Regions from separate parts of the Mus musculus genome. Here all the other regions are linked to region 1. The links are chromatin contacts, called in public ChIA-PET, HiChIP or PLAC-seq, Micro-C and promoter capture Hi-C maps. All regions are on one chromosome and are shown on one strand. The core of a region is the stretch at or near the end of the contact, and the rest is flanking DNA. Distances in the headings are between cores, read along the strand shown.

Region 1 (3,887 bases), core at 1,035-3,534:
GCCTCTACCTAAAATTCTACCTCACCCTCTTGAATTACTGGTATCAAGGACCCACACAACACTACACAGCTCACTGTGACTTTATTCCCAAAGTTACTCTCTTAAACTCTATACATGAAAATAATATTAATTTGCCACTCTAATCCCTCCTACAAAATCCTGCCTTTAACTGTAGGCCCTTCACTACCAGATGGTGTCCTGGGTAAATTTAAGACTTAACATACAATCATTTTCAAAGTGTCAGTTTTTAAGAATCCTGCAAAGCAGAACCAAGTCGAAAGGACAATTCTGTTCTATTTGCTTGTTCTTTAGAAAGGCATCAGACAAGGTCTAAAAGTACACGCACATCCTTGAGTATTAAATAATGTAAAAGGCACACGCTATCACACCAATAGTGGACAGGGATAACAAAGTGCCTTCTTTACAATTCTAAAGATGTGGCTGGTGCAGAGGGTGCACACCTTTTTTTAATCCCAGCAGGAGGCAGAGTTCTGTGTTTGGTATCAGGCTGCTATTCAAAGTGAGTTCCAGGACAGCCAGGGGTACACAAAACAATACCAAAAAAGTTTGCAAGCCGGGCGTGGTGGCACACGCCTTTAATCCCAGCACTTGGGAGGCAGAGGCAGGTAGATTTGAGTTCAAGGCCAGCCTGGTCTACAAAGTGAGTTCAGGGACAGCCAGGGCTACAGAGAAACCCTGTCTCAAAAACAAACAAACAAACAAACAAAAAGACAGGCATGGTCTGCCTGGGCAAGAGTGAAGAGAAGACTGAAACTTCCAAGTCAACCATACCTACAAAAGGCAGCATTTCTTCCCATATTTCTTTCATGTTCTTCCTAATTCCAAAGCTCCACCCAAGTGTGTGTACTGATGACACCGTAATCACACACCGGAGGGCAATTCGGCCTGTGGTGGCGATATCCCAAAGTACAACAAAGGAGTCCTTCCAGGAATCAGTAAGTCTACTGTGGGGTTTACTTTACAAACAAGAACAGACTAAGTTCAAATATCAGGGCGCTTGTTCTTTAGGTTGTTCCCTCCTCTGGCTTTTATGTCCAATATTTCTACTAAAACAGTTGCCTTAAAGTTGGTATCACTTCCCTAGCAAGCTGAGCGTCCTGAGATTCTACGGCCTAGAATGCGTAAACCCTAACCACAAATCTAAGGTTCAAATAAAGACGTTACAAAAAAACCAAAGTGGCTGCACTGGGCAGGCACTCCCCACCTTAGAAGGTGGGACCATCCCCACCATTCCCTTTCAACGGTTCACATACAACTTCTTCGGTAACAAAGCTTTTAAAACTTGACAAACCCCTCCTGTTTAAAAAAAAAAAAAAAAACTCCATCTCCAAAGTTTTTAAGACCTTTTAGTTTGCAGTGCAGAGTTCCTTGTCAACACAACCGAAGTAAATTAAGACTTAGTGTAAACTCCAGTTACATAAACTTTGTTACGTAAACCACAGCAAAGCAACCTTCGAGGCCAACATCAAACTAGTTTTAAAAGTAAGCTGAGCCAGGCGGGTCGCCTAGCAAACTTCCCAACAGTCCCTGGAAACCGCCTTGGCCTTCCCACCCGGCCCCCTTCGCTGCCTGGAGGCCTGGGCCGGTGATTGCGCCTTCCATGGGAGTCCTGCTCTTCGCAGGCCACCTGACCCCTTGCTTGCAGAATGCAGTGAGGACGCCAGGACTGGGTGACACCAGCCTTGCCTACTCCTGGAGCTCTGCGGCCGACCTAGCGCGTGCCGGACCCAACCGCCACCTTCGACCAGAGAACTAGGGAAGCGGACCGCAGCTAAGCCCCGAGCTAGGCCTGACCAAGAACGGCAAACGCTCTCCACAGACCCAATCTACAACCGGCCCAGACCAGGAACACCTTAAGCCCCAGACCTAGACACAAGACTACAGCCTAGACTGGAACCCGTTCGGCCTTGTGAGCAGTACCGGCCCCACTGTCGACCCGGTTCCTGCACCCGTATTCCGGGAGCCAAGCGGGTTAGCCCATTCGCAGGCCTTCCCCTCCCGCCGTAGTCAACCCTGCTTTTCGCCGCGGCTCGCGGACCCTCACCGAGGACACGGCGGCCAGCGAGGAGGGAAGTCAGGCGGCCGGTCTCCTCGCGGCTGTGGCACAGCTGCGCTGGTGGCGGTGGCGGCGGCGGCGTCTCCTCGCGCTTTCCTTTCTCTTCTTTTCTCCAACAACAAACAGGAAGTGCGTCACGCGGTGGCGGCGCGGCCCGGCGACGTCGACTTCCGCCCGGCCCTGAAGCTAACGTGCGCAGCAGCCTCCGTGCGCGTCGGACTTGATAGCGCTGGTCTAGCGTTCCGGAAGATTCTCGGAGCTGAGGACGGTGGGATTCTGGAGGGTTTACATAGGCGAAGGTGGCTGAATAGGGCGGGAAGCGTCCCCTTGCGCAAGCTCTGTGCCTGGAGGGCTCTAAAGCCTGAGGCGACTGTAGCCGAACCAAGGAGCCTGCGTTTGCCCGGAAGCAGGCTGGGAGGAAGGACGCTCACAGCCTCTGACACAGTGGATTCGGAGATAAGGACCTGATAGCGTAGTATGACTCACACTCCTATGGACTTGGAGAATTGTGGTCCCGAGGTTCGGCCGACCCAACAAGCAGGCCCGACTTAGAGTGAACCGTGAGAGGCCTCATCATTACCAACTCGCAGTGCTGAATCCAGGGTCTAGATTTCAAACACGGTTATTTTAAAGATGTATTTACTTTTTGTATGTGAATGTACTGTCTTCGGACACACCCGAGAAGGACATCAGATCCCACAATAAGCTCCTGTCTCAATAAATCAATAAGCTCCTGTATAAATAAATAGACATTTAAATCCTCACCCCACCCCCACTTACACCCATAGGATGAGTAGTTTTTCATCTTGCCCAGTAAGTTTCAAAAGGTTAGCTAACACTGCACTGGAAAGTAAGAATGAAAGAGAACATATTGATCTCAGAATGTTATGGTTGGACGCCCACCTTCTCAACGCCTGAGAAGGACAAGCACAGAAGATGTGGAGACCCATGATCTGAAGTCACAGATCCTTGGATGCTCCCTCACATGTAGGATATACTCAACTCCAGATAGAACCCTCCAGAATGGCTCCTTGTCTCCTTGCTTCTGTTCTGCCCCCAAGGTTCCCAAACACTACACTTCCCCTTTTGTGAAACATAGAATTTGGCCAGATCTCTTTTCTAATTGACTTTCAGCCCTACAAGATGGCTGTCCAAGACTGAAATGAAAACTAAGCACAAAAGTTCCCGCCCTTTCCTTTACCTTCCTCCACCTCTCCTTCCACCTTTCTGCTCTCAATCTTACCCACTACCACCCTCAATGGCAGGAATCAAGGAGTCTGGCCTAGTGACGAGTGGAAGGTGTGTGTGCTTGCATACTCCAGGGCTGACAGCCCAGCAACCCAAGCTTTCTATTGAAGCAGCGCCGAAAGACAAAGCCAGTTATAAGGTAGAGAATAGGGAAAGGAGTCCCCTCGCCTCAGAGTCTGGCTGAAGCCTCTTGCCACATGACATTTAAGAATTCTAACACGCAGGGCAGTGGTGGCAAATGCCTTTAATCCCAGCACTTGGGAGGCAGAGACAGGCAGATTTCTGAGTTCCAGGCCAGCCTGGTCTACAGAGTGAGTTCCAGGACAGCCAGGGCTGCACAGAGAAACCCTGTCTCAGAAAAAAAAAAAAAAAAAAAAAAAAGAATTCTAACACAGGGTCTGAGGAGATGACTCAGTAAAAAACATTAGTTGCTCTTTCTAGAGGATCTGAGTTCAATTCCCAACACCCATATCAGGTGATCCACAACTGCCTAGTACTCCAGCTCCAGGGGATGTGATTCACTCCAGACATGTGCATGTTTGCATGTAGACCTAGTTTTATC
Region 2 (3,887 bases), core at 665-3,164, 500 kb before region 1:
AGATTTTTCTTTCCCTTTGGATGCCTCTGTTTCATTCTTTTAAAATGAATGTGGTATGGCATCCAGCAGAGAGCCTTCTACTAGAATTTAAGGTTATACATTTGTGATTGATTTTGGATCCCGCCTCCAAAAAAAGCCTCACTGTAACTAGAATAACATCAACATTTTAGTGACTGCTGGGACGATTGCAAAACTGACCTTTGTTTTCCAGAACGATAGGAAACCGGTTGTCAAACACAGGAGCTGAGTCAGATAAGGAAGGGACAGCCACAGAAAACCACACCGAGATGTCCGATAAAATAAGACTTTTATCTAGCTGGGACTATAAACCTAGAGAAGACGGTGAGGAAAACTAGGCTCACTGAATAAAGCTGCCACTTTATAAAAACTTGCTCTAAAAGTCAAGACTCATTTTCGAAGAAAATATTTTGGCTGCCAATCTTTGCAGTGCAGCACAGATAACCAAGAGGGTGATGCAAACACACACAGGAGGTATCTGGGTTAACAGCCTTCTGACCCAAGCCACTAAGAAAGCTCTGCAATTTCTTCCTTCCCAGTTACAGTTTTAAGGTAAGTCACCACCTTAATTCAGAATAGTATGGTCCAACACTGCTTCAAAGAAGAATATCCTAGGGCCTTCTAAAGCCCCTGGGTTTTTTTTTTTCTATTTCAGTTAAACAAAATGAAGATTTTTCCCCCCAAAATATTAATTCATTGCACAAATGTTTCCTGGATGACTACTACCCACAGGACTAGCCTCATCATTTGGACATTCTATTCGGCACACACTAATTTCATAAAGGAACAGATTGCCCTCAAGAAAGGCTTACCAAAGATGAAACACCAAACCTCATTATTTCACATTAAGACACCTGGATGGCCAGTAGTTCCCTGGGGGGACTACTAAATCTGTATTTTGCAACCCCAGAATGCTGGAACCACCAGCATTTCTTGGGGGTTCATGCCGTGCCAGACTCTTTTCAACCCTTTCCAATATACTAAGCACAAGAGAAACTCACACTTAGGCTAAAGAGCCTAAAAGAGAGGCTGAGTAGGGTTTCAACGACTCGTCCAAAGCCAAAAGAAGAAACTTGACTTTGGCATCGCGTTTCTATGTACTCCAAAGCCCGCGCGCTCTTTGCACTATACAGTTTCTTCTAGTGCACAACGTCTTAACCTGCAGTGCCAGCGCTACGAGCCTCAGTGAAAGCCCTTTTCCAGGGGTAGGGTGGAGTGCATCTGCATTAAGGCCTGAAAAAGTCACTTCCCTCCCTTAGCATCCGCTAAAAGACCATCCAGATCTCTGAAGTTGTAAGCACTGAGAGGCATGTGAGAAGCTCATTCAAACGACGACCAAAAGAAGGGAACAACACCCTCTCTGGGAAAGGCTGAAAACCCGCCGCAGTGACAATTAATAAGGAAAAGGAGAGAAAGGAATTTCTTCACCCCACTCTCTAAGGAAAAGGCAGTCTCCCGCGGGGTGCCAAGACCGGGCGGCCGGCCTAGGATGCTCCCAAGCTTCCCGACCGCGACCTCCCGCCCCCAGAATCCCCTTCAACAACGCCCGCCGGCGCGCCACGCGGCAGGCGCAAGGTGACACGGACCGCGCCGGCCCCTCGCCGGCCAGGGCGCGGCCCGGGCGCGGGGGAGATGGGCGACCGCCTGCTCGCCTTCTCTACCTTGTACTTGTCAAAGCCCGACAGCTGCTCTGGGCTCACGTATTCGTAGCCAGCCATGACGACCCGAAAACTGAACGCCCACTCCGCAGCGGCAGCGACACTGCGCGACAGGGCAATGAAACAGGAGCAGCACACGGCGTTGTGCAGAGCTAGGAAAGCCTGGGCTGGTAAAGAAGGTAGAGGCGCGCTCCGCCCACCGCGCACGCGTAGCGCACCCAGTGCGCAAGCGCAGCCCCGCGGCTCCCGCGGGTAGGGACACCGCCCCTTACACGGCCCGCCCCCAGCACCGCCTCAATCCAATCGGCACGGGATGGCCATCGCCAAGTCCCGCCCCTCCTACCGTCTTCGTCGCTTCATTTGCCAGAGTCAAAATAGGTGAACTGAAGTAAGAGGAGGAGTGAAAGGTCAACTTCCCAGCAGCCTTTGCTCTTGTCTCTGCTATAGGAACCCCGAGTGATTGTGTGGGATGCTCGCATAATCTTGTGGCCCGGGTGAGTGTGTACGGGGGCGTTCGAGGGGAAGGGCGGAGGCAGGTGTGTGCCACAGCGGGCTGTGAGCGCCTGGAGCTTCGGGATCCTGAAATGATGATGTCGGGCGAACGGGAAACATCGAGTAATCCAAAGGGACTTGAAAATCAGTCCCTTCTGATCCATGATGCTTGTGAACCTTGGACTGCCTCGTCAAATTCCACTGGTTCAGCCGGTGCGAATTCCAATTGCTTAAGTCTCCTCGATTCCCCCATAAAACCATTGATCTCTCAATCTCGACGGGGCCCTGTGTTTACAAGGAGTGATTTTACAACTAGGGCCCAGTGCATTGTAGAAAGAACACGTCACCAGTGGTTAATATGTGTCTAATAATAGGAAATGTTTAATAATTGCTACTTTTTATTGCGTGCCTTACGTGCAGAGAATTTTGCATACATCATCGCCAACCCATTAACTTTGAGATGAGAGGCATTTGCCCCATTTCCCTTAGCACACAGTCCGGAGTTGTGTATTCTCCAGTACCAGCAAGAAATTCAAATTACAATGCCTATCCAGAAGCACTTATTTGGTTGGAAATGGTTAGCCCAATTAGAAATATAGCCCTATTAGAAACAGATTATCAGTGAGTCTAATAGTTCCCTTGTTCCCTGGAATGAGGGCAATTAATTTGAAATCTCCACTTAAGTTCCTTGGAGTCATTCACTTAACAAATTGCTGTCAGGACCTAAGATATGCTAAGCACAGTTTCCGGCTTTTTTGAGACAGGATCCCATACCAGCTCCTAGCTAGCCTGGAACTCACTATTCAGCCCAGACTAACCTCAGATTCATGACAATATTATCAATATCAAGTGTGAGCCACCACACCCACCTCTAAAATGTACAGTTCTTAATGAGATGATGCATATAAAGTGTCCATTAAACCAACATAAAATCTTTGCTATGTAGTTTTTCTAGTCAATATAAATATGACAAAAAGAATCTTGTCATCAATTTTTTTTTAATATGAGCCTTGCACCATTCCATCTGAAATACAAACCATACTTAAAATACTTTAACTACTTGTGGAAAAACATTTAAAAGTGACAGGATAGGGCTGGAGAGATGGCTCAGCCGTTAAGAGTAATGACTGCTCTTCTGGAGATCCTGAGTTCAACTCCCAGAGGTGGCTCACACCCATCTGTAGCTCCAGTTCCAGCGAATCTGATGCCCTCCTGTGGCCTTCAAGGACACTGCATGCACAGGATGCAGGCAAACACACACCCATACGTGTAAAATAAAAAGTAATTTTTTAAAAACTTACACAACTGCAAACTAATAACAGTACATGAGCTACACATTTATTATCCACTTTACATCGGCTCACAACCCCCCTCCCTCCTCTCTTCCCAGTCCCACCCACCCTTACCAGTCCCTTCCCCATTACCACCCTACCAGAGCTGAGTGTGGCTGTGGACCCCTACAATCCCAGCTTTCTGGAGAGCTGAGGTGTAAGAAGAATCACTGTAGCCAATGTTGACTTAAACTCATGATCCTCCTGCCCCAAAGGCAATCTAGGAAATATTTTTTTAAAGAACAATTTTGAATGTTTTAAAGGACTCTTGTTACCTTTAATTATGTGTGTGAGTATGTGCACGTAAGTATAGGTGCCTGAGGAGACCGGGGCCATCTCGTGTCCCTGGAGCTGGAGTTAGAGGCGGTTGTGAGCTTCAGGACGTGGG
Region 3 (3,887 bases), core at 839-3,338, 470 kb before region 1:
TCAAAGCTTTTACCTTGTTCATCACAGCTCCTCGCCACCTCTCCCACTTTTGTCCCCAGAGCTGATCTCCATTGTGAAGTTACTAATGAGTCGATGGGTATTTCATAGGTTTTAGGTGTCTGGACACACTGCTTCATTTAGTAAGTAACTGAGGGCAGACTTCGATGCGTACTCTAACTAGCATGGACTTTCCACTTATAAATTACAAGTTTCTCAAAAGTTTTCGTTTTTAAAGGTTTTTTCCCTTTATTTTTCATTTTATCCATGTGTGTTGCCTGCATGTATTTGTCTATGCTCCACATGCATGTAGTACCCTGAAGAGGCCAGAAGAGGGCATCAGATCCTCTGGGGCTGGAATTACAGATGCTTGTGAGTTGCCACGTGGGTCCCTGGAGCCTTTGGGGAACAGCCAGTGATCCTGACCACAGAACGATCTCATCTGCCCAAAATGTTTTTTTTTTTTTAATTATGTCAACAGCCTTTAATCGCAGCACCTGGAGACAGAGGCAGGCAAATCTCTGTAAGTCCAAAGCTAGCCTGGTCTGTAAGTTCAAGGCCAGCCTGGTCCATATAGTGAATCCGAGGATAGTAAGGCCCTATCCAAAAAAGAAAAGAGTTTGGCCCTCTGGCTCCCAAGATGCTCTCTTGTACCATGTTCCTGCCACGTGTGAAGACCCCCAAAAGATGCAACCCCTCAAGACCCAAGACAGTAAGCCAAATACATTTCTATTTGTTACAAAACCCTGCCTGCCAGTTGTGGTGGCACACACCTTTAATCCCAGCACTGGGGAGGCAGAGGCAAATGGATCTCTGAGTTTGAGGCCAGTCCAATCTACACAGTGAGTTCTAGGACATTCAGGGCTACACAGAGAAACCTTGTCTTGTAAAACAAATCAAAACAAAAAATTACCCTGAAAGACCCTCGAGGGGAGACCCTCACTCAGACACTCAAGTCCCGGGACAGCCGCGTACCCAAGAAGACACTGAGACCATACATAAAATGTAGAAGGCAAGATTTAATAAGGCAGCAACATGAAAGCACACAGACCAGAGCTCTGGGGTCGAAATAAAGCAGCAACATGGAAGCACACAGAGCTCTGGGGTCGAAACTCATACACCTTAGCACAGGGTAGAGGAGTCTCGACGGTCAGCCAGAATTTTTCACAGGCTTATATAGTAAAACTCAAAGGGGGAGAACTGGGCAGGGAAAGTACAAGTTTACATCACTAGGGAGTTCTGCCAAGGGACAAGGGGTTCTGCCAAAGGATTCTACGTAACTAAGGAGTCATGTCCTATCAAGGAACCTACGTAACTAAGGAGTACCTGGTTCATTTTGAGGTTGTTCCAGGAGGCCTTTATCTCAAAAATGTTTTTGGAACAGTTTTTAGTTGGGAGGGTTCAAACTTTAGGGTGAGGAGTTTTGGGGTGAAAAGTTTAGGAGTGTTCTGGGAACAATCTCTAGATGGGAGGGGGTGGGCTCCGAGGTAAAAAATTCATGTTCTCACAAGAGGCCAGTAATTTTCTATTCTTCAACCCAGCCTGAGGTATTCTGACATACAAATACAGGGGACGGATTCAAGGTGTTTGATGGAACAAGAGCTGGCTTTCTTGTACCATGTGTGTTCCAGGGACCAGTTCAGGCTGTGGAGTTTGGCGGCAAGCTCCTTTACCCTCTGAGGCATCTTGCTGCCCCCTTTATAGTCTTTTCTAACCTTGGTTCAGTTTTGAAGGTCTAGCTTCCTGGAGGCATTCCAAAATGATCCAAGTTTCCTAGGCCCTGGGGACCATGCCTGAACCTGCCTCTGTGACCTGTTGTTTTTTGTGACGTGGTACCTGTGTCCCCTCCGCCTGCCCAGGAGAACCAAGGCACACTCCTCTCACAGAATCATGTGGGGGTCCAGGTGGCCCCAGTGACCTGGAAGCATATCTGCCCGAATCACAGGCTGTGACACTTGCTCTGTCAACTCACCTTGGCTCCCTCTGATCTTTCCTCCCTTCCTTCAGTAATAGCCCTGCCAGCTGGGGCGGGGGGTGGGGGGGGGTGGGGGGAGGAAATTTGCATCCTGGAACAGCCGGAGGGCTTTAGGGACTGCTGCGTTGAGCCATGTCCTCTCTAGCTCTCTCCCAGCTGCTCCTGGCCGTGACTCTTCCCCTGCTGGAGTTGGAGCCAACATTTGTCCCCACAGCCCAATCAGTAAGTACTGGGGTGAGTGAGGACCCTGGGGAGACCTGCAGAGGCCACAGTCAGAGCCACAGGTTGTGAGGAACCACAGGGTGTAGGATGAAAGGTGGAAGGAAGGGACCAGCTTGCCCCCAAGAAGGCAATCTTCCTGCCCAGGGTGAGGGGACACTTCCATAGCTTTACCTGAGTCCCCATGACACCCTACGACACCTGCTGCTCTTTTGGCTACCAACTTACAATGAAATGAGAAGAAAACCTTTGCAGATGTAGAAGCTTATTAGCATAGACGATGGGAAAGAGTCTGAGGAGAAGCGTGGAGCCTAGGCTTGCATTTTATTATCTATTTATCTACAGCTCCTAATCTACTGCAATCCCCAGATCTAAATATCCCTATCTGTAGCTTCCTCTGTGGCATGTCTTATCTATAGCCTATCCTTGCCTGCACCTGTTTGTTTGTTTGTGTTATATCCTCCTAGTTTTCATGTACTTCCTTGTTTTTATTTTCTGTGTGGATCTTCTGTGTTGCCCAGGCTGCTCTTGAACCCTTGCACTTAAGTAAGGGATACTCCTGCCCCATTATCTTAAGTAAGGGATACCCCTGCCCCATTATCTTAAGCACTGGGATTATTGTACAGGCTTGAACCACCATGTCTGGCTTCCTTCTGGTTTTATTATTTATATTTTGGGGTGATTGTTGTTAGTTAGTTTGTTTGTTTTTTAAATAAAGGTTCACTCTGTTGCCCAGGCTGTCCTTGTACTTGCTACAGTCTTCCTGCTTCAGTCTCCTGGGTGCTGAGATTGCAAGTGTGAGCTGCCATCTGGTTTTAGATGCATACACACATGGGATTTTGAGAGGAAAACATGGGTTAATTTGCAGGACCCTGACTCCTTGTTGGAGCTCTGGACCCAGCCATTTCAATTAGCCTAGAGGCCCAGGGACAGGTCAATTCAGGAAGGAGCTAAACAAAGCATGTTGACTTCCAGGGTGTGCCTGGTTCCTGGTTTCAGGTGAGGCTGCTGGCCCTGGCAGGGTCCCTGGAATTGTGCCCCTGTCCCCGTTTCTGAACATCCTTTTCTCCCTCCAGATACTTACATTTGACCTCTGGCCTAAAGAAGAACTTCTAAGAGACCAAGTCACACCAGAGTAGCCAGGCTGCCCCTGAGGGTACCCTGGCAGGAACTTGAGACCAGCCTCTCTCCTCAGAGTCTCCTCTATCTCTTTCCAGGAGCTCAGTCCATATGGAGGGAAATCTGGGCAGCAACTGAACCAGTACAGTGGAGAAGGGGGTGAGTGGAAGGACTGGGGGGCAGGGGTATCAAGAAAGGGGAAAGGAGCCGGGCTTGGTGGTGCACGCCTTTAATCCCAGCACTTGGGAGGCAGAAGCAGGCGGATTTCTGAGTTTGAGGCCAGCCTGGTCTATAAACTGAGCTCCAGGACAGCCAAGGCTATACAGAGAAACCCTGTCTCGAAAAAAACCAAAAAAAAAAAAAAAAACAAAACAAAAAAAAAAAACAACAAAGCCGGGCGTGGTGGTGCACGCCTTTAATCCCAGCACTCGGGAGGCAGAGGCAGGCGGATTTCTGAGTTTGAGGCCAGCCTGGTCTACAAAGTGAGCTCCAGGACAGCCAGGGCTATACAGAGAAACCCTGTCTCGAAAAAACAAAAAACAAAAAAAGGGGGTGGGGTGGGGAGGAAGAAACAGAA
Region 4 (3,887 bases), core at 839-3,338, 370 kb before region 1:
TGACATTCCTGAGTGTCCCCCCCCCCTCACCCAACCCACTCCCCCTTCCTCAGCAAGCCCCTGCCTGGGGATTGTGCCCTGTGATCCCTGTACTGCTCCGCAACACCAGCGGAGGCAGTGGGCTGTCAGCTGTGTTGTGAGTTTGGCCTGAGCCCCAAAGCTCTGTCTCTCCTATGGGGACTTGGTAACTACAGCCACCACAGCCTCCCATTCATCATTCCACTGGAGTGCCTGCTGTCCTGGCCCAAGCTGAGGCTGGGGACTCCCAGTGGATGAGTCTGGGCCAGCCAGCTTCTGCCCTCTAGCCATGCTCTGGCCTCAGGAGACACGCAGGAAGCAAGTTGGAGGCACAGAGCTGAGGGTGTGTAGGGACATGGAGGAGGAGGCCACCAGGCTGGGGTGGAGTAAAAGAGTCGTTACTCTCTAGGACCGGGCAAATTCACATCAGTGGGATCCTGTCAAGTCAGTGCCCAGGCCAAGCAAGGAAAGGACTAGAAAGAATTTGTCCCGTGGGTCCTGGCTATGAGGGCTCTCACAGTCACTGTTAGCTCCGAATGGCATGGTTTACTCCTGAATCTCTCAGAGAAACACGTTTCCTCTCTGCCCACTGCCACAGAGTCTTACATTCACAGGACCTCAAAGGATAGGGGAGGAAACCCCACCCCAGAGAAGCTATTTCTTAAAGTTGGGGTAGCACAGGCACTGGATTTAGGAAAGCAGAGTGGGGGAGGGGGAAGGAGTCTAGTCTGAGGGAAACAGCCCAGGGGCAGAGGTGCAGGGGTTGGGAGGGGTCTGGGCTCAAGAGGCTCCATCCCCAGCAACGGTTTCCAGGGGAGCAGGAGGGGGCAGCCCAGCTTCCAGGAGACTGATGGGGCGTATCCTGGATGCAGCTGGTGGGCACAGTGGGGGTGGGGATGTCTCCTTCCCAGCCCCCTCACGTGCACACGCGCGTGTGGGCATACACACACACACACACACACACACACATCTTACAATTTTTCTACCAGCCCAATGAATGGGAAATGGTTTACTCTAACAGCGGGGGACTTCATAAAGCATGTCTATGTGGGGTGAACAATGGGTGGGGTATGCAGGGCTTTCAGGGGAAGATCTCCCATTCTGGGTGTGAGGATGTATGTGCACTAAAGTGCAAATATGCACAGGGGAGGTTTGTTGTTTCTCCTCCAGCTCTACAAGCTCTCCTTGGAGCTAATCTAACAAGCCCCACCCCCCACTCCTCCACAGAGACACAGGCCAAAGCCACACAGGTATACACACCAATAGCCAGGGGTCACCCTCAGCAATAGTTCAGCTGCACCCAACAAGACAAATGCTTGTCATCCAAACAGCACAACTCAGTCTCAAGATCCTACCAGGGGACCCCTCCTGAATGCATACCAACGAGAGGACTTCCAAGGACACACAATTTCAAGCATACATTTTTATTCTAATGGTTACGACAGTAATAACCACACTGTCACAGACAGCTAGGCCATCCCACACTATTGCTCATTCATTCATTCACTTAATGAATGAATGTCCATACTCCTTGGCCCTCCCCAAAAGCCAGCAGCCCTGTGGAATGGGGCGCACAGGTGTCAGGGAAGCACAGAGAAGTCCTAGCCATAAAGAAGCGCTCAGAAAAGAACTCAAAGAAAAGGGTGTCAAAGAGATGCGTGGGAAGTGAGCAGGAAGAACCTAGGGCAGAATTTCCTATTCACAAGCAGACACAGTCCAGCTGCAAGCGCAGTCCTGGGATCTCACGCTGAGCAGTGAGTGAGGTCCCACCAGAGTTAGACTGCCAGGTATTCCACCTAAAGGACCGGGACACACTGAAGTCCCACTGAGCCTGCTTCGGCCCGCCTGGTGCTCACTGTGCCCAGTTCTTGCTGTTGCGGGTCTGAGGAGGGGCTGCCAGTCCAAGAACAGCACAGGAGTCCCATTAGCATTCAGGGAAGCGAGTGTGCCAACGCGGGCCAAACCCCTATTCTTCTCACACACAAAACCCCCAGCCTGGCTGCCAGCCCCGGCTCCCGCCCCTCCCCCAACCAAACAGCTCCCCTTTCCCCCAACACTACAGTCCTCTTGCTCTGTGCAGCCTTCAGGCTCTCCTATATTCGGTCCCATCATCGGAACACCCGCACCTGCTGGCGAAATAGGACGAGAGGTGGGGGAGGGCCGGGGGTCCTCTGCTGAGATAGGGAAGGGTGTGTGTGTGTGGGAGGGGGGTGCCTGGTGGCCGGCCCGCTCACTCAGGCCTCTCCGGAGGATAGTCTGCCCGTTGCCAAAAGACCTCAGGATGTCAAAGGACGGTTCAGGAAAGGTCCCAAAAAGGGACTAGCGGGGATGGTAGGGAAAGACCTATCGTGGTCCAAGAGATGCGGTACGATGAAGGTGAGAGGCTGGAAGACAAAGGGATCAAGGGGGTGCGGCCTGGGCAGGGGCCGATAGGCGCCGGGAAAGCGGGGTGCACCGACAGAGCGGCCCACAGACTCAGCATCGCTACTGGCTCCAGGGGGACTGAAAACTTTGTTGCAACCCTGCGGCCAGTTACTAACCCTGTGGGGGGTCGGAGGGGCCCAGAAGCGGCTCCCAGACTTGGGGGCTCCGGTTGTGCCAGGAGCAGCCCCAGAAGACAAGCAAAGCCCCCCATCAACGGGGACAGGGAGGGTAGTGACTGAATGCGCCTGTAAGTCCTGCCAGCTCCAACAGAGCGAAGCCCCGACTTTTCGCATCCTCCGCCTCCGTCTCCCCTCTAGACACCGGGTACCTGGTCCGAGGCAGGCGAGCGTGGGCAGGCGGCAGCGGCTGACGATGAGGTCCAGCGGGAAAGCGCCCATGCTCCAGCGCAGCCCGGCCAGCCCGGCCGCCAGCTTCTCCATGGCATGGGCGCTCCCCGGGGTTCGCCGTCCCGGGACCCCGACGGCCAGTCCCGCGCAGCTCGGGCTGCGCGCCCACCACCTCCTCCTGGGCCGAAGCGGCGCTCCCCGCCTGGCAGCCCAGCTGAGCCTCGGGAGTCACGTGGCCAGCCTCCTTCCACGGGGCATCAGCCCCCACCCCCATCCCCGCCCCGCGCCCCGCCCGCCGGGCCCGCACCCCCGGAGCGCCCAGGTGACAGGGTGCTCGGGGTGGAGATGGTTAGGGAAAAGAGAACAGGTCCGATGGGACTCTGGCCGGGTGGGTGTCCGAGGTTTTCCCCTCGTGCCAAGGCCTCGCGGAGTCCGGACTCAGGATTGCTGCGTTGCTCACATCCGCTACTCCAAGCTCAGCGGCGGGGATGCTCAGACTGGGGAGGAGCAAAGAGGGCAGGCGGCACTTGGAGTTTGAATCTAAGTAGTGTTGGAATCCTGTAAGAGCACTTTCCGAAACCCCGCTCCACCCCCCCCACGCCCTCCCCCTCCCCCCAATCTGCTCTGTAGATGGGAAAACAGATTCAAACCTGAACGATTGGGGTCAGTGGCAGCACTCTTTTTTTTTTTTTTTTTTTTTTTTTTAAACCGTCTCTTTCTTTTCTGTTCTTTCTACCAACTTTCATATCCCCTCCTGTCTGAAGCTCTCGAGTTCTTAGAGGAGAAGCCTTTCCCAGAAACTTTGCTGGCCTTGCTCTCGCACCCATCTGGAGGCTCACTTCGCTTCAGTGTGTCTGCGGCGCCCTCTGCAGGTGCAGGCCGGTCGTGGCTGAGTGCTCTTCAAGAAGGACCTTGGTCCCTAGTCTGGTCCTTAAAAGTATGGACTCTATTCAGTCTTGGCCTCCATGCCCTCAGGAGACTTCAACACGTGTACACACAAACCCTTTCATCTGATGCGCCTGAACCCGTCTTTTTGTATGTAGTCTAGGTTGGTCTTCCCACCCTCCTGCCTTAACCTCCTGGAGTACTACAGGCCAG
Region 5 (3,887 bases), core at 508-3,007, 340 kb before region 1:
ATTTTGCTGCTTGCAGAAAACCCACCTCGGGGACAAAGACAGACACTACCTCAGAGGGAAAGGCTGGAAAACAATTTTCCAAGCAAATGGTCCAAAGAAACAAACTGGAGTAGCCATTCTAATATCGCATAAAATTGACTTCCAACCCAAAGTTATCATAAAAGACAAGGAGGGGCACTTCATACTCATCAAAGGTAAAATCTACCAAGATGAACTCTCAATTCTGAATATCTATGCTCCAAATGCAAGGGCATCCACATTCATTAAAGAAACTTTAGTAAAGCTCAAAGCACACATTGCACCTCACACAATAATAGTGGGAGACTTCAACATCCCACTCTGGCCAATGGACAGAACTTAGAAACAGAAACTAAACAGAGACACATGGACACTAACAGAAGTTATGAAACAAATGGATTTAACAGATAGCTACAGAACATTTTATCCTAAAACAAAGAATATACCTTCTTCTCAGCACCTCATGGTCCCTCCTCCAAAATTGACCACATAATTGGTCACAAAACAGGCCTCAACAGATACAAAAATATTGAAATTATCCCATGCATCCTATCAGATCACCACAGACTAAGGCTGATCTTCAATAACAGCATAAATTACAGAAAGCCAAAGTTCACGTGGAAACTGAACAACACTCTACTCAATGATATCTTGGTTAAGGAAGAAATAAAGAAATTAAAGACTTTTTAGAGTTTAAAGAAAATGAAGCCACAACATACCCAAACATACGAGAACAATGAAAGCACTCCTAAGAGGAAAACTCAGCTCTGAGTTCCTCAAAAAGAAACTAGAGAGAGCACACACTAGCAGCCTGACAGCACACCTATAAGTTCTAGAACTAAAGGAAGCAAATTCACCCAAGAGAAGTAGATAGCAGGAAATAATCAAATTTAGGGTGGAAATCAACCAAGTGGAAACAAAAAGAACTATTCAAAGAATCAATCAAACCAGGTGCTGGTTCTTTGAGAAAATCAACAAGATAGATAAACCCTTAGCCAGGCTAACTAGAGGGCAAAGGAACAACATCCTAATTAACAAAATCTGAAATGAAAAAGGAGACATAACAACAGAACCAGCGGAAATCCAAAACATCACCAGATTGTATTACAAAAAGCTATAGTCAACACAACTGGAAAACATGGATGAAATGGACAATTTCCTAGACGGATACCAGGTTCCAAAGTTAAATCAGGATCAGATTAATGATCTTAACAGTCCCATTTCCCCTAAAAAAGTAGAAGCAGTCACTAATAGTCTCCCAAACAAAAAAAGCCCAGGACTTAGCACAGAGTTCTATCAGGCCTTCAAAAAGACTTAATTCCAATTCTCAAACTATCCCACAAAACAGAAACAGAAGGTCCTCTACCCAATTCATTCTATGAAGCCAAAATTACTGTGGTTCCCAAACTACATAAAGATCCAAGTACAAGTATCGTATAAGCCAAAGGCTCTTTTTGAGACTGGGTCTCAAGTACCTAGGCTGGCCTTGAACTTGCTATGAAGTGAAGGCTTGCCTTAAACTCCAGATCCTCTAGCCGACTCAATCTCCCAGGAGCTGGGATTTAATGGCATGCATCCCCACACCCTGATCCTATAGGCTCTTAATGCCATAATAGGGTAAATACAGATTTGAGAAAGTGGGCAGGTGTTTGCCTTGCAAGCTGTAACCACTTCTGTCACGTGGGGGCGGGGTCTGCCACGGATTCTGGCGGCCGGAAGTTTCCCAGCAGGAAGAGGCGGGCTGGTGTTGGAGGAAAAGAGCGCCAGGAAGGTCCTGGTTTTGTCGCTGACTACACTGCTGCCAGACTGCTCCGTTATGCTGGTGGTTGGCTCCGAGCTGCAGTCCGATGCTCAGCAGCTGAGCGCGGAAGCCCCACGGCATGGAGAACTCCAGTACCTGAGGCAGGTGGAGCACATTTTGCGCTGCGGCTTCAAGAAGGAGGACCGCACGGGCACTGGCACCCTGTCGGTGTTCGGCATGCAGGCACGATACAGCCTGAGAGGTAACTGGGGCTGGTCTGCATTAGCGGGAGGACGTCCGGCAGGCAAGCTGGGCACGCGGAGACGCCGGGCGAGCGTTCTTGGATAGCCCTAACCCGGGCTCTGAGGTTCTAGGAGTCCTAAACTTCCCGTGCGCGACCCAGGTGACAACTACTTCAAGTAAACCAGGTTCTGAAGGTCTGCCTTTGACCTTAGTCCCTGTTAAACCTTTTCTCCCGAATCCAGTTTCAACCAGTTGTGCGGCCCAGAGGGAGGGAGTGGGAAGAAACCTGCGGGAGCTTGTCCAAATCCTGCTCTGAGGTCTTGACTTTGCTCCTCTTCTTCCTCCCCTTATCTCCTGCTCCCCTTTGCTGCTGCTTTTAAAATTGGAGCGAAAATGGCTTGGGCGGTGCTACGGCTGCGCGGGAAAGGGGGAGACCCGGGCCTTAGGCGGGAACTGTGGGGTTTTTCCTTCCAACAGCCTTGGCTTTTATATTTTATTTTATTTTATTTTATTTTATTTTATTTTTGGTTTTTCGAGACACAGTTTCTCTGTGTAGCCCTGGCTGTCCTGGAACTCACTTTGTAGACCAGGCTGGCCTCGAACTCAGAAATCCGCCTGCCTCTGCCTCCCAAGTGCTGCAGCCTTGGCTTTTAAAGAGTAACAAGAGGCTGTTGAGGAGCAAAGGATGGAATCAACCACAGGGCCTGGAAGGGCACAGAACCTCCTAGGTGTTGGCTGAGGATGGGGGTGCTAATGGTGGCATTCAGGAAACATGAAGAGCAACCTGACACTGGAGTAGAGAGTAGCTTTGAGTGGGGATATGGCCGCTCTTAGGACATTTGCTTAGTCTCAAACATTTTCTGGAGCTGTAAACTACAGCTTCTACTGCACAGATTGGTCCAGCCTAAAGGACCTCCCAAGAATTGTGGACCCTGATGAACCACAGACCTTTTAATTCACGTCCTCTGCTTAGACTGTGGACAGGTTTTTTTTTTTTTTTTTTTTTTTTTTTAAAGTATAGTTGTGTTTTGTTTTTGTCCTTTACCTCTCTAGTGTTCATTCAGCTTTTCGATGATGTTAAAGCTGGAAGTAGTGCTCTGGTTGCAAAACCTTCACTCAGACTACACCACTAACCTGAGCATTTTCACTTTGCCTTGTGGGTTGCCTCACCTGCACCACCCCTTTGCCTCTTAAGCTGTGGACACTTGTGCATTTCCTTTGGGTACCTGCGAAGTGGAGGTCACAAAGTTCCCTGATAGCCATTCCGAGGAGTAAACAATTCTGTTTCCATATACTAGGTCAGTTTGCTTTCCAAATATTTGAAAACTGTTCAGTTTTTACATGATTGATATCACCTCTATGCCCATGGCATAGTGGACTTGGGGCGAGGTGCTTTTAGGCTGTGTCTGAGGCCACATTTTGTATGATGCCATTACAGCCCAGTGATCGAATTCACAGTGGCTGATTAGTGGGTGGGGACTTTTTGCCACATGGGTATCCCCTGGAGAACTGTGGTGTCCTCACTGACTTGCCGGGTAGCTGGGCAGGAGCTCTCTTTTCCTGCAGCTGCTCCAGGGTCTTGGGTCCCAGGCACTTGCCCTCCGCAGAGAAAGCTGGATGGTGGCTTGCTGTGTTTTCCCACGTTTTAACTGTATGACAAACTGTTTTTCAGATGAATTTCCTCTGCTCACAACCAAACGAGTGTTCTGGAAGGGTGTTTTGGAGGAGTTGTTGTGGTTTATCAAGGTAAGGGTAGTGCTGCTGTTGGAAGCTGTCAGGCTTCACAGTCCCAGTCTTAGAAGTCAAGCTTGCAGCTGGTAGCCATTCCCACTTCTCTGGTTCATTTTCCAGTTCTGTTTTCTCCCTCCCACCTATCCTGCTCTCC
Region 6 (3,887 bases), core at 397-2,896, 310 kb before region 1:
GGCAAAGGGTGAAATTATCTGCCTGAGTGATTTTCAAGGCTTTTCCAATTTTCTCCCAGGTTCTGATATCTAATGTTTTTTCTTCCTTGAACCTTGGGCAACAAGAATCTATCCTATCTAAAAAATTTTCTAACAATTGTACTTCAAGCCCTACTCCTCTTGCCCGAAGCAACTCTTGAAAACTGCGGACAATGGCGTGATTCATTTCTTTTTAAAACCCTTTTCCTCTCGCCTGAAGCAGAAGCAGCTTTTAAAAGCTTCGGACAACCGCCTGATCAGTTCGTAGTTCTGATAATTTGCTGCTGACCTAAGTGAATCCAGCACTGGGTTAGCACTGATTCACGCTTAGACAGTATCCTCCCGCGCCTCTAGCAACACTTTAATAGGGCTACCATGTGTACCTGTTGCTTTGCTGCCTGATACTATCCTTTTCTTTTTCTTCCCGTGGAGCTTCACACAAAACAGCGTTCCTTCAGCGTCTTCCTGACCTTCCTCAGGTCCCGGTCCCGGCACCAGATTGTTGCAAACCGTCACGCAGCTCACATGGACAGGGTACACCTGAGTGGCAGGCCAGGGCTGAAAGAGGGGAACTTGGCAGTTGAGAGAAAAATGGAGCTAAGTCAAGATTCCTGATCAAAGCTCAAATGTTTAATGGCAAATGTGCTTATAAGGGGGTGGGAGGAGGCCCATTCCCACTAATTCATTCTTGGAGTGAAAGGAAATAAAACTTGAGACATGTGATTCATGTAATTTATGTCAAATAGCCCAAAGAGTTGTTTGTGAGCTTTGAAACCTGGGGCTAAGAACATAGTAGAACAGGCCAGGACATGCCCGGGCAAGATATGTCCTGACTGGCCTAGTGCCTCCCTATCTCCCGCCCTTCTGATAGTCTGTTGATGTTTAAATGGACCAATCATGTGAAACCGGGCCAATTCCCCCCAGCCCCACCCCTTTTCTTTAAAAACCCCTAGCTTCTAAGCCTCGTGGTCGAAACCACTGTCTCCTGTGTGAGATACATTTCAAACCGGAGCTCCGCCATTATGGCTCCACCATGTGGTCGACACCTCTGTCTCCTGCGGGAGATATGTGTCGGAGCTCCGTCATTAAACTACCTCATGCTTTTACATCAAGATGGTCTTCTGTTTGTGATTCTTGAGCGCACGCCGAATCGAGAATTGAGTGGGGGTTTCCCCACTAGGTTCTTTCAGGAGCCCAGCTGCAGTGGACAGTGTGCAGGATGGGGTGTAGTCTCCCAGCAGGTATCTTGAAGGGCAACAGTGGGAGTGGCTGAGCAATAGAGTGATCTAGGGAGGAAGGTTCTATCCTAGGTAATCTCCTTGGTGGCAGAAAGGTCAAGGTCTGGCTCAGCCTGCTTCAGGCTGGGGGGAGGTTACAGTAACTCAAGGAGGAACCCTCACAGTCATTCAAGGAACCCACACAGCCCATCAAAAGAAGTCCTAACAACCCTTCAAGAAGGAACATTCAAAGGCCCCCAAGGAGGGACCCTCAAAATCCCTCCTAGAGTAGCCATTACAGTCATTCATGGAGTATCCTTCAAAGTACTTCAGGTACTAGCCCTCACAGTCCCTAAAGGCGGAGCCCTCGAAGTCCTCCAAGGATGAGCCCTCAGAGTCCCTCATGGAGGACCCCATGCTGTCCCAAAAGTAGGAGCTCTCACAGTCACTTAAGGAACCCACACAGCCCATCAAGGAGAAGTCCTCGCAGTCCTTTAAGAAGGAACCCTTGAAGTTCTTTAAGGATGAGCCCGCACCATCCCTAATGGAGGACCCCATGCAGTCTCTCAAGGAGGAGCCCTCACAGTCACTCAAGGACCCCACACAGCCCATCAAATGAAGTCCTGGAAGGCCCTCAAGGAGGCAACAAGTCCTCACAGTCACTCATGGAGGGCCCCATGCAGTCCCTGAAGGAGTACTCCTCACAGTCACTCAAGGAACCCACACAGCCCATCAAAAAGAACTCACAGTCCTTCAAGAGGGAACCCTTGATTTCCCTCAAGGAGGCACCCTCAAAATCCCTCCCAGAGTAGCCATTACAGTCGCACATGGAGTAGCCTTCGAAGTACTTCAGGTAGAAGCCCTTGAGGTCCCTCAAGGCAGAACCCTCGAAGTCCCTCAAGGATACGCCCTCACAGTCACTCAAGGACCCTACACAGCCCATCAAAAAGAAGTCCTTACAGTCCTTCAAGAAGAACCCTCGAAGGCCCTCAAGGAGGCACCCTCAAAATCCTTCCCAGTGTAGCCATTACAGTAGCTCATGGAGTAGCGAGGGCTTCTCCCTGAAGTACTTCAAAGGCTACTCCGTGAGCGATTGTAAAAGCTACCCTGGGAGGGATTTTGAGGGTGCCTCTGTGAGGGACATTGAGGGTTCCTTCTTGAAGGAACTTCGAAGCTCTTCAGGTAATAGGCCTCGCAGTTCCTCTAGAAAGCCTCTAAGATCCTCAAGAATCCTCTAAGTCCTTCAAGGATGAGCCCTCACAGTCCCTCTTGGAGGACCCCATGCATTCTCTCAAGGAGGAGCCCTCACAGTCACTCATGGAGGACCCCATGCAGTCCCTCAAGGAGGAGCCCTCACAGTCACTCATGGAGGACCCCATGCAGTCCCTCAAGGAGGAGCCCTCACAGTCACTCAAGGACCCCACACAGCCCATCAAAAAGAAGTCCTCATAGTCCTTCAAGAAGGAATCCTCGGAGTCCCTCAGGAATCACCCTTAAAATCCCTCCCAGAGTAGCCTTACACTTGCTATGTACAATTTTCTGAGGAATTGCCAAACTGATTTCCAGAGTGGTTGTACCAGCTTTCAGTCCCACCAGCAATGGAGGAGTGTTTAAGAATTTCATTAATATGTTGCTTTCAATAGCTGAGTAGTACTCCATTGTACCACATTTTCTGTATTCACTCCTCTGTTGAGGGACATCTGGGTTCTTTCTAGCTTTGGGCTATTATAAATAAGGATGCTATGAATATAGTGGAGCATGGATATATGCCCAGAAGAGGTATTGTTGTATCTTCTAGTAGTACTATGTCCAATATTCTGAGGAACCACCAGACTGACATCCAGAGTGGTTGTACAAGCTTGCAATCCCACTAGCAATGGAGAAGAGTGACTCTTTCTCCACATCCTCGCCAGTATTTGCTGTCACCTAAATTTTTTATTTTAGCCATTCTGAGGGGTGTGAGGTGTAATCTCAAGGTTGTTTTGATTCACATTTGTTGGATTTCTGTATATTAAGCCATCCCTGCATCCGTGGGATGAAGCCTACTTAGTCATGATGAATGATCAGTTTGATGTGTTCTTGGATTTGGTTTGTGAGAATTTGAGTATTTTTGCACCTTTATTCATTAGGCAAACTGGTCTGAAGTTCTCTTTCTTTGTTGGGTCTTTGTGTGGTTTAGGTATCAGAGCCTTTGTGGCTTCATAGAATGAATTGGGTAGAGTACCTTCTGTTTCTATTTTGTGGAATAGTTTGAGGAGTATTTGAATTAGGTCTTCTTTGAAGGTCTGATCAAACTCTGCACTAAACCCATAACGTCCTGGCCTTTATTTTTTGGTTGGGAGACTATTAATGACTGTTTCTATTTCTTTAGAGGATATGAGACTGTTTAGATCGTTAATCTGATTCTGATTTAACTTTGGTACCTGGTATCTGTTTAGGAAACTGTCCATTTCAAGTAGGTTTTCCAGTTGTTTTGAGTATTGGCTTTTGTTGTAGGATCTGATGATTTTTTTGGATTTCCTCAGATTTTGTTATGTCTCCCTTTTCATTTCTAATTTTGTTAATTAGTATACTGTCCCTGTGCCCTCTAGTTAGTCTAGCTAAGGGTTTGTCTATTATGTTGATTTTCTGAAAGAACCAGCTCCTGATTTG
Region 7 (3,887 bases), core at 577-3,076, 260 kb after region 1:
AAGAGACAGCACCTAAAGACAAGAGCTATGTGCTTGTACTATTTTCAGACTAGCTGGAGGCCTTTGCAAAGCTGTGCACAACTTACTCCAAGATGTTCCCCGCTGGGTTCCAGATTTTCCAGCCAGGACCACCCTGTCATAATAAAAACTCCACTCAGCCGAGCATGGTGGCGCACACCTTTAATCCCAGCACTTGGGAGGCAGAGGCAGGAGGATTTCTGAGTTCGAGGCCAGCCTGGTCTACAGAGTGAGTTCCAAGACAGCCAGGGCTAGACAGAGAAACCCTGTCTCCAAAATCAAAAACAAAAACAAAACAAAAACAACAAAAACAAAAAACCTACTCACTCATCCCAACAGAATCACTGCGTTAAATCTCTCCTAAACAAAACTTGTTGACAGGGAAAATATAGTCCTTACTTATATTTATCGTTACCCCCCACCCCCAATCCCTCTTGAAACAGCTTTGCCTGCTACTTTTAAATTCACCCAACAAGGATTGTCCTAGCCTCCTGGCCTTCCCTGGGCCATTTCCGATCTTTTATTAACCTCTCACCTGGTTGGGAAGCCGCGATCCAGAGACCTGGAACTCCCTCCCACTTTCCCCTCGTGTTTGGGGAAGATACCCGAGAATGGAGCTAGCGAGAAAGCTTGATTTCTCAAACTACTTATTGATTCGTTACATTAAAAAAAAAAAGCCCCCGGAAGCGTGTTTACAGTAAATATTTGATATGTGCGCAGGCTGAGGTCTGGATTCACACTTTAATACGGTCTCTGGAAGCCCTTTCTTGATTTTCCTGAACTCGGCCGGCAGGAGGAGGCGAGAGCCTGATAGTGGCTCCCTTAGCCTGCGAACTGGCTCAGTCCGAGGGAGCAGTCCTCGGCCAATTCCCGCAAAGCCTTTTTCCTACACCCCCACAAGGCAAGGCTCTAATAGAACTTGGTTCTCACCTAGGTCCGGCTCAGTGGCACCTGTGCAAACGACCTTCAAGTCAATGTGCATCTCTGAGTTGGAAAACTGCTCTCTCTCCACTCTGACTGAAGATTTGTAGGCTTCAACCTCTAATACCGTATTTATACACACCGAAACCCTACAAACAAACATTTGCGGCGCATGATACTTTTGGGGGAGGGGCAGATAAGAAGGTTCGACCTGCTGAGGGTTAATGACAGGGACGCAAACCATCTTGAAGCAATCAACACTCAGGAACGCGAGAGATTTTGGGAAACCGAACAGTCTTCAGTGTACTAAGCTCAGGGTCCCGTTTTGGGTACCTAGTGGACTTCAGGGGTGAGGACCCACCTAGTTCCTCAGTGCAGAACATTCCACAACTCCCTCAAGGGAGCGCGAGTAGCTGGAGGAAGATAAGGCGTCCGCCTCTGGAGGAACAAGGTGTCAAAGGGACTCGGGGGGCACTCACTGGGACCCAGGGTTACTGGCGCTCACCACTCTCCCAGCAGCAAGGAAGCAGTAAGCTTGTGTTCAGCCTCCAAACTCTCCAACCTGCCTCCTCCGGCCACCTACGCTGTTCACCACCGGCTGCTTAGGACCTGGGGGCGCAGGGGCGGGGCGTCAGGCTAATTGGACCGTGACAGGTGAGCCCCTCGGCCAATCGCCGGGCAGACAGCCCTCCTCGGGCCCCCGCTGAGCGCGCCAATCCCAGACCGCCCTGAGCTTCAAGTGTGCGGAGGGGCGCGGGTCCCCACCAAGGCACCAGTGGCCTCGATGCGGTCGCTTGAGCTCTTGAGAGCAGAGAGCCGGTCTCCCCAACACAAACTCGCAGGAGCGCTCCGGTGGAAGTTCATACCAGTGAGTGGAGCGCGGTCCCCACGAGGACCGCAAAGAGGAGGCGCCTGGACGATGGTCGCTCTCAGCTGAGTTTCCGGCTGCGACTTTATTGGCAAAAAATCGCAGTAACAATACCGGCCCCAAGGCTGGCCACCGCCACGCTCAGTCTCCGTAAGCCCGCACACGACTGCATCGCCCACCCTTGGACCCTGATTGTCAGCTCCAATCGAGCCGATGGAAAAATCCAAAAATTTCCGCATCGACGCCCTGCTGGCCGTGGATCCCCCGCGAGCCGCCTCCACGCAGAGCGCGCCTCTGGCCTTGGTCACTTCCCTCGCGACTACAGTATCTGGTCCCGGCCGCGGCGGCAGCGGCGGCGGGGGGACCAGTAGCGGGGCGAGCCGTAGCTGCAGTCCCGCATCCTCGGAGGCCACTGCAGCGCCCGGTGACCGGCTGAGAGCTGAGAGCCCGTCGCCCCCACGCTTGCTGGCTGCACACTGCGCGCTGCTGCCCAAGCCCGGATTCCTGGGCGCCGGAGGAGGCGGCGGCGCGGCGGGTGGGCCGGGCACTCCCCACCACCACGCGCACCCTGGTGCAGCAGCCGCCGCGGCTGCCGCTGCCGCTGCCGCGGCTGCCGGTGGCCTGGCACTGGGGCTGCACCCGGGGGGCGCACAGGGCGGCGCGGGCCTCCCTGCACAGGCGGCTCTCTATGGACACCCGGTCTACAGTTATTCGGCAGCAGCTGCAGCGGCCGCGCTAGCTGGCCAGCACCCGGCGCTTTCCTACTCATACCCTCAGGTGCAGGGCGCGCACCCTGCGCACCCTGCCGACCCCATCAAGCTGGGTGCCAGCACCTTCCAACTGGACCAGTGGCTGCGCGCGTCTACTGCGGGCATGATCCTGCCCAAGATGCCGGACTTCAGCTGTGAGTACCTGCGCCGCACCCGGACAGTTCTCACGCGCATCCTCCTCTCTCGCACCCCCTTCCTTTTGCTCTCACCTCCTAGCGAGCTGTGGAAGAGCATCGAAGCCTCTGTGGCTCATTCCTGGGCCTGTGAGGCCTCTCGTGGGCCGCACAGAATGAAAGGAGCCTCAAATTATTAAGATGGCCACAAGCAGGCCTTGGCCTCTCTATCTCTCTTAACAGACAGGGGAGGTTGGAGGTGTGAGGCTAAAACCTAAAGAATAACCTGCAAGCTGGACAAGGAAGTGCGCGGAAAGGCTAGCCTCGATTAGGGCAGGTTTTGGGGGTCGCTGAAACCGGGGACTTATCTTGAGAAAATGAACTTTGTCAGAGGTTCCATTATAGGCTATGAAGAGACACATCACTGGGTCCAGAAGTAGCTCTTCCGTGGCCCTTGTAAGGACTCTGCCTTCCTTTGAAGGGCAAGACATTTGCATGTCTCTGTCTCTCTGTCTGTCTCTGTCTGTCTCTGTCTCTGTCTCTGTCTCTGTCTCTCTCTCTCTCTCTGTGTGTGTGTGTGTGTGTGTGTGTGTGTGTGTGTGTGTTGGTGAGGGTGGGCGTCCCTCCAAATGATGTCGAACTGGTCTGTTTGAATATAAGGTCACCGGGTCTATAAATAGAAAGTGCCTGGCTGGGAACTTCAGGTGCTCAACACCTTGGGGAGTTCCTGTCCAAGGTGAGGGCACAAAGGTCCAGTCTTCTGCATCCTCTCTGTTACCCAATAGGGACAACCTTGCGGGAGGGGGGACATTTCCGACTTCCCTGGCACATGCAGCGTCTGTGTAGGGCACCCTGGCTCTGATTTCTGCTCTGTGCCTGACTTGGATAGGGGCAAGCTGCCTTTCCTGAATGGATGGACCAGAAGATGTATATGGCTTTCTCCTGTCAGCCACTCAACACCCAAACAAAGAGACCCCATTGTTTCCGTCTGAGTGGGTTTGTTTAGACTGGGAAGATGCAGGCACTGGAGGGAGAAAAAAAGCAAAAAAGAAAACAGAAATAAACATTTGCCAGAATTCAGATTCCTCTGCTGGAAGCGGTGGTCATGACTAAACAGAGAAAGCTGGGGCCCCAGAGAACCGCAGAAGTAGCAAGGTGGTGAGAGAATCACAGCCTGCGCACTTGTTTGCTCGCAGC

Evidence for each region. Promoter capture Hi-C pulls out the DNA fragments that hold promoters and counts their contacts. Hi-C and Micro-C count contacts between places; a contact is called where the count stands out from the background. ChIA-PET counts read pairs in DNA pulled down with a chosen protein or histone mark. HiChIP or PLAC-seq counts read pairs in DNA pulled down with a chosen protein or histone mark. Capture Hi-C pulls out chosen DNA fragments and counts their contacts.
Region 2: a promoter capture Hi-C map of adipose tissue shows a contact between it and region 1, with 2.1 times the contacts expected there. The contact joins the promoter of Selenoi here to the promoter of Dnajb6 in region 1. A contact is called at or near these places in 1 of 39 promoter capture datasets (maxillary cranial neural crest), 2 of 115 datasets of contacts at active chromatin or transcription factors (effector CD8 T cells and memory CD8 T cells) and 2 of 9 other capture datasets (adipose tissue and liver).
Region 3: an H3K27ac HiChIP or PLAC-seq map of large pre-B cells shows a contact between it and region 1, with 4 times the contacts expected there. The contact joins the promoter of Adgrf3 here to the promoter of Dnajb6 in region 1. A contact is called at or near these places in 11 of 39 promoter capture datasets (the 3T3-L1 cell line, 3T3-L1-derived adipocytes, the C10 cell line and 7 more) and 2 of 115 datasets of contacts at active chromatin or transcription factors (double positive thymocytes and large pre-B cells).
Region 4: a FOXA1 HiChIP or PLAC-seq map of pancreatic cancer cells shows a contact between it and region 1. The contact joins the promoter of 3110082J24Rik here to the promoter of Dnajb6 in region 1. A contact is called at or near these places in 12 of 39 promoter capture datasets (the 3T3-L1 cell line, the SN4741 cell line, cranial neural crest and 9 more), 1 of 15 datasets of contacts at CTCF or cohesin (large pre-B cells), 2 of 484 Hi-C or Micro-C datasets (the HL-1 cell line and embryonic stem cells), 12 of 115 datasets of contacts at active chromatin or transcription factors (DN3 thymocytes, the HPC-7 cell line, bone marrow-derived macrophages and 9 more) and 2 of 9 other capture datasets (adipose tissue and liver).
Region 5: an RNA polymerase II ChIA-PET map of effector CD8 T cells shows a contact between it and region 1, with 37 read pairs. The contact joins the promoter of Tyms here to the promoter of Dnajb6 in region 1. A contact is called at or near these places in 11 of 39 promoter capture datasets (the 3T3-L1 cell line, the C10 cell line, cranial neural crest and 5 more), 2 of 484 Hi-C or Micro-C datasets (the HL-1 cell line and embryonic stem cells), 9 of 115 datasets of contacts at active chromatin or transcription factors (the HPC-7 cell line, acute myeloid leukemia, astrocytes and 6 more) and 4 of 9 other capture datasets (adipose tissue, liver, macrophages and 1 more).
Region 6: a contact with region 1 is called in a promoter capture Hi-C map of the C10 cell line. The contact joins the enhancer-like site here to the promoter of Dnajb6 in region 1. A contact is called at or near these places in 6 of 39 promoter capture datasets (the C10 cell line, the HPC-7 cell line, cranial neural crest and 3 more) and 1 of 9 other capture datasets (macrophages).
Region 7: a contact with region 1 is called in a Micro-C map of embryonic stem cells, with 1.4 times the contacts expected there. The contact joins the promoter of Mnx1 here to the promoter of Dnajb6 in region 1. A contact is called at or near these places in 5 of 39 promoter capture datasets (the 3T3-L1 cell line, cranial neural crest, embryonic stem cells and 2 more), 1 of 484 Hi-C or Micro-C datasets (embryonic stem cells) and 2 of 9 other capture datasets (adipose tissue and pancreatic islet).

The regions. Positions count from the first base shown.
Region 1 is chr5:29,734,295-29,738,181 of GRCm38.p6, reverse strand. Dnajb6 (DnaJ heat shock protein family (Hsp40) member B6) reads right to left here and starts at 2,284. Exons shown (of 8, transcript NM_011847.4): 1 at 2,066-2,284. Gm5129 (predicted gene 5129) reads left to right here and starts at 2,246. Exons shown (of 1, transcript NR_028426.1): 1 at 2,246-2,848.
Region 2 is chr5:30,230,608-30,234,494 of GRCm38.p6, reverse strand. It overlaps Selenoi (selenoprotein I), which reads right to left and starts at 1,914. Exons shown (of 10, transcript NM_027652.3): 1 at 1,680-1,914. The coding sequence starts at 1,736.
Region 3 is chr5:30,203,923-30,207,809 of GRCm38.p6, reverse strand. It overlaps Adgrf3 (adhesion G protein-coupled receptor F3), which reads left to right and starts at 2,088. Exons shown (of 14, transcript NM_001014394.2): 1 at 2,088-2,194; 2 at 3,409-3,469. The coding sequence starts at 2,105.
Region 4 is chr5:30,104,287-30,108,173 of GRCm38.p6, reverse strand. It overlaps 3110082J24Rik (RIKEN cDNA 3110082J24 gene), which reads left to right and starts at 2,088. Exons shown (of 3, transcript NM_001256263.1): 1 at 2,088-2,167; 2 at 2,760-3,111. The coding sequence starts at 2,815. Garem2 (GRB2 associated regulator of MAPK1 subtype 2) reads right to left here and starts at 2,978. Exons shown (of 6, transcript NM_001167879.1): 1 at 2,771-2,978. The coding sequence starts at 2,882.
Region 5 is chr5:30,071,495-30,075,381 of GRCm38.p6, reverse strand. It overlaps Tyms (thymidylate synthase), which reads left to right and starts at 1,757. Exons shown (of 7, transcript NM_021288.4): 1 at 1,757-2,021; 2 at 3,675-3,748. The coding sequence starts at 1,835.
Region 6 is chr5:30,043,275-30,047,161 of GRCm38.p6, reverse strand. It overlaps a transcript of Tyms not described here. Among named protein-coding and RNA genes, the nearest start is that of A230098N10Rik, 14 kb to the right of the region's middle. Within about 2 kb of position 1,646, at least 8 of the 459 cell types and tissues checked have an H3K27ac peak or open chromatin away from gene starts, as enhancers often do.
Region 7 is chr5:29,476,409-29,480,295 of GRCm38.p6, reverse strand. Mnx1 (motor neuron and pancreas homeobox 1) reads left to right here and starts at 1,826. Exons shown (of 3, transcript NM_019944.2): 1 at 1,826-2,711. The coding sequence starts at 2,021.